2 separate regions of the Mus musculus genome follow, and region 1 is linked to region 2. The links are chromatin contacts, called in public Hi-C maps. All regions are on one chromosome and are shown on one strand. The core of a region is the stretch at or near the end of the contact, and the rest is flanking DNA. Distances in the headings are between cores, read along the strand shown.

What was found. A called contact is a pair of places that touch in the nucleus more often than the background predicts.
Region 1: a contact with region 2 is called in a Hi-C map of CD4 T cells, with 3 times the contacts expected there. The contact joins the promoter of Tecpr1 here to the promoter of Fbxl18 in region 2. A contact is called at or near these places in 1 of 39 promoter capture datasets (liver), 2 of 484 Hi-C or Micro-C datasets (CD4 T cells and CD8 T cells) and 1 of 115 datasets of contacts at active chromatin or transcription factors (thymic regulatory T cells).

Annotation. Positions count from the first base shown.
Region 1 is chr5:144,222,219-144,224,918 of GRCm38.p6, forward strand. Tecpr1 (tectonin beta-propeller repeat containing 1) reads right to left here and starts at 1,397. Exons shown (of 25, transcript NM_027410.2): 1 at 1,277-1,397.
Region 2 is chr5:142,893,795-142,896,640 of GRCm38.p6, forward strand. It overlaps Fbxl18 (F-box and leucine-rich repeat protein 18), which reads right to left and starts at 1,444. Exons shown (of 5, transcript NM_001033312.3): 1 at 1,316-1,444. Gm38733 (a long non-coding RNA gene) reads left to right here and starts at 1,510. Exons shown (of 2, transcript XR_003955825.1): 1 at 1,510-1,673.

The sequences.
Region 1 (2,700 bases), core at 147-2,646, 1.3 Mb after region 2:
GCACGCATGCGTGTGCGCACACACGCAAAACACACACACTAAACTGTAAAAATACTTGTAAGTGAGCCACAATGGCACTTGCTTATAACCCTAGAGCTGAAGAGGTGGATGGATCCCTGGGGTTTCCTGGTTGGTTAGCCTAGCCTAATTAGTGGGCCCCGGGCTAGTGAGAAATCCCAGCTTTAAAAAAACAAAGTGGATGGTGCAGGTTGACCTCTGACTTCCACAGCCGCTTGTGCATCTGCACACACAAAGAAATTAAAAACAAAAACAACAGCAACAACAAGAAAACAGGGCTGGAGAAATGGCTCAGTGGTTAAGAGCACTGACTGCTCTTCCGAAGGTCCTGAATTCAAAATCCCAGCAACCACATGGTGGCTCACAACCATCTGTACAGCTACAGTGTACTCATATACATAAAAACAAACAAACAAACAAACAAACAAACAAAAAGCAGAGCAAGCAGTGGGCAGTAGATGCTCTTGAGGCCACAACACAGCACACAGAAGCCACAAAACGTTTACTTCTGCGGAATCTGTCTTCAGGCTGCAAGACTTCTTCTGGTTTTTCTATTACACCCTCACTCCTGTCTGATGTGCACTGGCTATTAAAGTTGTTTCCTGGCTGCCAAGCGCAGGGACCACTCCAAGGTGATGTTAGGGTTAAAAAAGAAGACAGGAAATATCAGAGCTTGTATGGGAGTGGGGGCCCTTCCTGGAGAGTAAATAGAGTCGGGCCCAGCCCCAGCCGGCAGGAAGCGACCTGGCTTTGATCCCAGTTCCTGCACTTGGGCGACAGGTGGGTCCCCTGCACTGTCACCAGGAGCATATGTCGGAGCTGTAGGGCTGTGACCATCTGCCTACACTAATCCTAAAGCAAGCAGATTTGCTCCCAACGTCAAGGGAGAAGAAAGGCTACAGACAGGCTCCTGGATGTTCCATTTCTCTAAAATCATGCAGGCTCGGCGATCGGCGTCTTCAAATCTCTGCAGTCCTAAGGCTGCAAAGGCTGCAATGGGGGTCATGCTATGAAGCGGGTTCACGAGCAGACATTTAGGGGTTCCAAAGCAGGGGTAGGGGTGGTGCCCTGTAGGTGTGCAGCAGAGAACACAAGTACAGTCCCCTCTCCCTCCCTCGATCGTCCCAGTTAACGCAGCCAATGGAGGAGAGGGATCGGAAAACTGGGAGCACCTCTGCTCTGTGCCACCCAAATAACATCGATCGGAGTCTCCACGGCCCTTGTCACCGATGTTACGGGGACATCGCGCCGCACTTACCTGTGCCCACGCCCGGTGGGGCGGGTTCCCAGCGGAGGCTTCTGTACTCCTCGGTTTTAGCTACAGTCCGGCCCTCCCCCGGCCTCAGGCTAGAGGGCGGGCCGGAAGCAATAATCAACTCAGCGTTGATCGGCCAGATTCGGAGTGACGCAACTGCCTGGAAGCTCACGATTGGCTGCTGCGCTCAGCCGCAATTTCTCCGGCTCGGGGTGGCGCGCGTGCGCACTCTCGAGGTCGCGCCGGGTCCCGCTAGCCAGCGGCGCTCTGTGCTAGTCGGGAGGAAAGGAGCGGGTTGCTACGTCCCCTCTCAGGACTCCGCGGGTCCCAGCGCGTCCTCACATGCCTGCTTCCTGCGCTCCAACCTTCTCCGGCACGTCCCTCCTTCTTGCCTGAAGCACTTCTCGTCTACACCGGCCTGCACCGCTCCCGAAGCGGAGTCAGGTTTTTTCAGGGTTGGATTTCTTTAGTTGACACAGGAGTCTGTTTTCCAGCCTTCATAAGAAAGGATAGTCGTCATTTCTAATTCTTCATTTCTTGTTTAAAGATTTATTTATTCTTATGTGCCTTGTGCAGTTTGCCTTCTTTTGCCTGCATTCATGTCCGTGTGACGTTGTCAGATCCCCTGGTACTGGAGTCACAGTTGTGAGCTCCCATGTGGATGCTGGGTATTGACACCGGGTCCCCGGGTTAGTGCTCTTAACTGCTGAGCCATCTCTCTAGCCTCTTATTAACTTTTTAGTTTTTAAAAAAATATTTATTTGTATGTGTGTTCCTGTGTGCACGTGCGCAATGCGCTAGGTGCAGAGATCAGAGGACAGCTTTCTAAAGTTGGTTTTTTTCCTACCACCGTGTGGGTCCCAGGGTTCGAACTCAGTACTTCAGGCTTCTCAGCCTTTACCTACTGAGCCACCTCACCGGTAAATTCTGTATTATTTTTTTTAATTAGTGTGTTTTAGATTTTGATTTGTTTATGTGTGAGAGTATAAGCAGATGTATGTGTTGTGTGTAGGGGTGTGTGTACCTGTATATAACCCACACAGGCCTGAAGAGGGCATCCACCGGGTGCTCTCTGCTGCTATTCTGCCTGTTCTGAGGCAAGGTTGCCTACTGTCTTCATTAGGCTGGAATCCAGCAACCCCCTGACACCCCCTGGTTTCTGCTCACCTTGGGGTTAAGGTTAAGTCATTTGCAGGGACACCTGGTGTGTTAAGAGGACGCTGGATCTGATTCTGGTCCTCACTGCAGAGCAGGTGTTCTTAATGTCTGAGCCATCTCTCCAGCCCCTCGTTAGTTTTAGGGGGTCTTTTTTTTTTCTCTCCTTACAACATTTATTTAGTGTATGTGTGTCTGTCTCTCTGTCTTTGGTCAGAGGACAACTTATTGGAATTGGTTGTCTAGTTCTATTGTGAAGCGAGAATCCATAT
Region 2 (2,846 bases), core at 194-2,693:
GCCCAGAGATCAGCAAGACGGCTAAGTGAGCAAGAGAGCTTGCCTTGCAAACCCGATGACCCAAGTTCAAACCCTGGGACCCACATAAAATGCTGGATGCAGTGACCCACATCTGCCATCCCAACACTGCTAGCGCAAAGTGAGAGGAGGAGATAGGGGCATCTGTCAAAAGCTCACAAGCCAGCTACTCTGGAGTATACACCATCAAGAGAGATCCTGTCTCAACTGGGGGGAAAGGCAGAAGCGATAATTTAGTACTACTCTTTCGGAGGACCTGAGTTCGATTCCCAGTACCCACACTGGGGAGGCGAATAACCACCTGTGTAACTCCAACACCGGGTGCACATGATCCTCTGGTCTCCTCAGACACCTGTACTCATGTACACATACCCACACACAGTTATACATACACACATACACACACACACACACACTAATATAAACCAGATAAAAGGCAACAACCAACTCTTCAAAGTGGTCCTCTGACTTCCACATGTACGCCACGACACGCACCCATGACATGCACATGCCAGTACTCACGCATACACACACGCTAATATGATAAATAGGTGTACCCCCAGATGCGAGTACCTAGGAAAGAACAAATATAACTCAAGATAGGGAGGAAGGCAACAGGGAAGCTACCAGGTGCTCCCCTAACCCCCGCCACGGCCCCATACTGTCGTCTGCAGAAAAAAATACTGCACACCCGTAACAAGACGCAGTGGGATTCTCCAGCTGACCTAGATCATAAAGCTCTGGGGTCAGTCCGACGCCCTATCACACTCCCGCGCATCACAAGTAGACTCCAGAAAGAAGTGGGCTGCACTTAAGCTGATAGAAAAAAAGAAGAAGCCAGGGCTGGGAATGGGGTCGAAGCCCTGAGTTCCACCCTTAGCTGCACATTAACCACCGCGTGATGATGCACACCTGTAACCCCAGATTTACAAAGGCTACAATAGAAAGATTGCTGTACGTTCAAAACCAGCCTGGGCTGCACACTGAACTCCAGGCTAGACTGGGCTACAGTGTAAAACAAACAAGAAAACACAAGCAGAAGGGACAACGTCCCATAGCTGCGAGGGCAGAGCCAACACACAAGGAGACGGGGGAAAGGCCTGGAAACTCAGCAGGCCACGTGAAAGGGTCCATTCTGGCCATCGAGATTGTGCGCCTGGGAACAGATGGGGTCAGGAGAGGAGAGGGCCTGGTAGGAGGGTAGGAGACGGCAAGGATGGGCCTTGGAATAAAGCCAGGGTCGGGAGGGAAGCCCAGAGGGGACTCCAGCCGCCGGGGCTGGAGGTGCAGGTCGTACCTCTCCGGAGCTAGCCGCCGGAGCTGCAGCCTCACAGTCCCCCAGCCTGCCAGCGTAGGGATGCTCGAAGCCGGCGCGGCCACAGCTCCACAGAGACCCCGGTAAGGGGCGTGGCTGCGGCGCACGCCTAGACGTACTTCCGCTTGCGCCCGGATGGACCCGGTGCGGTCGCCATGTTGGGTGTGGCATAAAGTACTCTCAGGATTCAGAGGCGTCCAGAAGGTCACGAGTGACCAGTCTCTTAAGCTACCTCCGCAGTTTCTTGCTGTCGCTCCAACAACATGCGTTCTGCTCCAGGCCTTTGCATTTGCCATTCGCGCTACACACTGCGCTCCAAGTCATCTGTCACAGCGCTCAGGTATCCTAGATAACCATAGCAACCTTCATGTGCACACGCTCCTGAATTTGCCCCTCATCTTGCGTTACAACTCTCAATAGCTCTTTGCACCGCCTGACTTGCTAAGCCTTTTTGCTTGTTTTGAGTCTCACTCTGTAGTCCTGGCTGTCCTGGAATTAGCTATAAAGACCAAGCTGGCCTTGAAGTCACAAAATCCGCCTACCTCTGCCTCCCATCTATGCCTAGGCCACTGTTTATTTAATGTATGTGAGTGCACTGGAGCTGTCTTCAGACAAAGTTTCTGGGAATTGAACTCAGGACCTCTGGAAGAGCAGTCAGTGCTCTTAACCGCTGAGCCATCTCTCCAGCCCCATCTTGTTTTGTTGTTGTTGTTGTTGGTTTTTGGTTTTGTTTTGTTTTTTTGTTTGTTTGTTTGTTTGTTTTGGGTTTATCGAGACAGGGTTTCTCTGTATAGCCCTGGCTGTCCTGGAGCTCACTTTGTAGACCAGGCTGGCCTCGAACTCAGAAATCCGCCTGCCTCTGCCTCCCGAGTGCTGGGATTAAAGGCGTGCGCCACCACGCCCGGCTGTTTTGTTTTTTAACACTACTGAGGATTGAACCTAAGGCTTCCTTTCATGCGTGCTAAGTAAGCACCCTGCCTGTACCCCCATAACTAAGCAGAGAGTCTGCCTGGTACTGTTCTTTGCATGTCAACACTGAACAAATAAATATTTGCTGAATAAATGAATAATAAATGTTTCCACGGCGTTTCCAGTTAAAAATGGTTTCCTAGAGCTCGTGAAATGACTCGTCAGGGAAAGGAGCTTGACTCTGACTGACCACCTGAAGTGAGTTTGATTCCAAGGACCCACACGCTGGAAGGAGAAGACTGCCTTCTAGAAGCTGCCCTCTGGTGTCTGTGTCTGCACTGGTCATGCACATGTGCTCTCGCTCGAGTGTACACAGAGAAAGAGTCAGGAAGGAAGTCCAGATGGTTTAAAATTAAGATAATAGTTTAATGGGAGCTGGGGATGTAGTTCATTTGAGTATTTGTCTAGCAGATACATAACCCGGGGTTCCGTCCCTGGCACTATATAAACCAAACCAAACGGAAACAATCTTAGGACTCAGAAAGTGGAGGCAGGAAGACCTGCAGGTCAAGGTTACCCTAGGCTATATAGTGAGTTTGAAGCC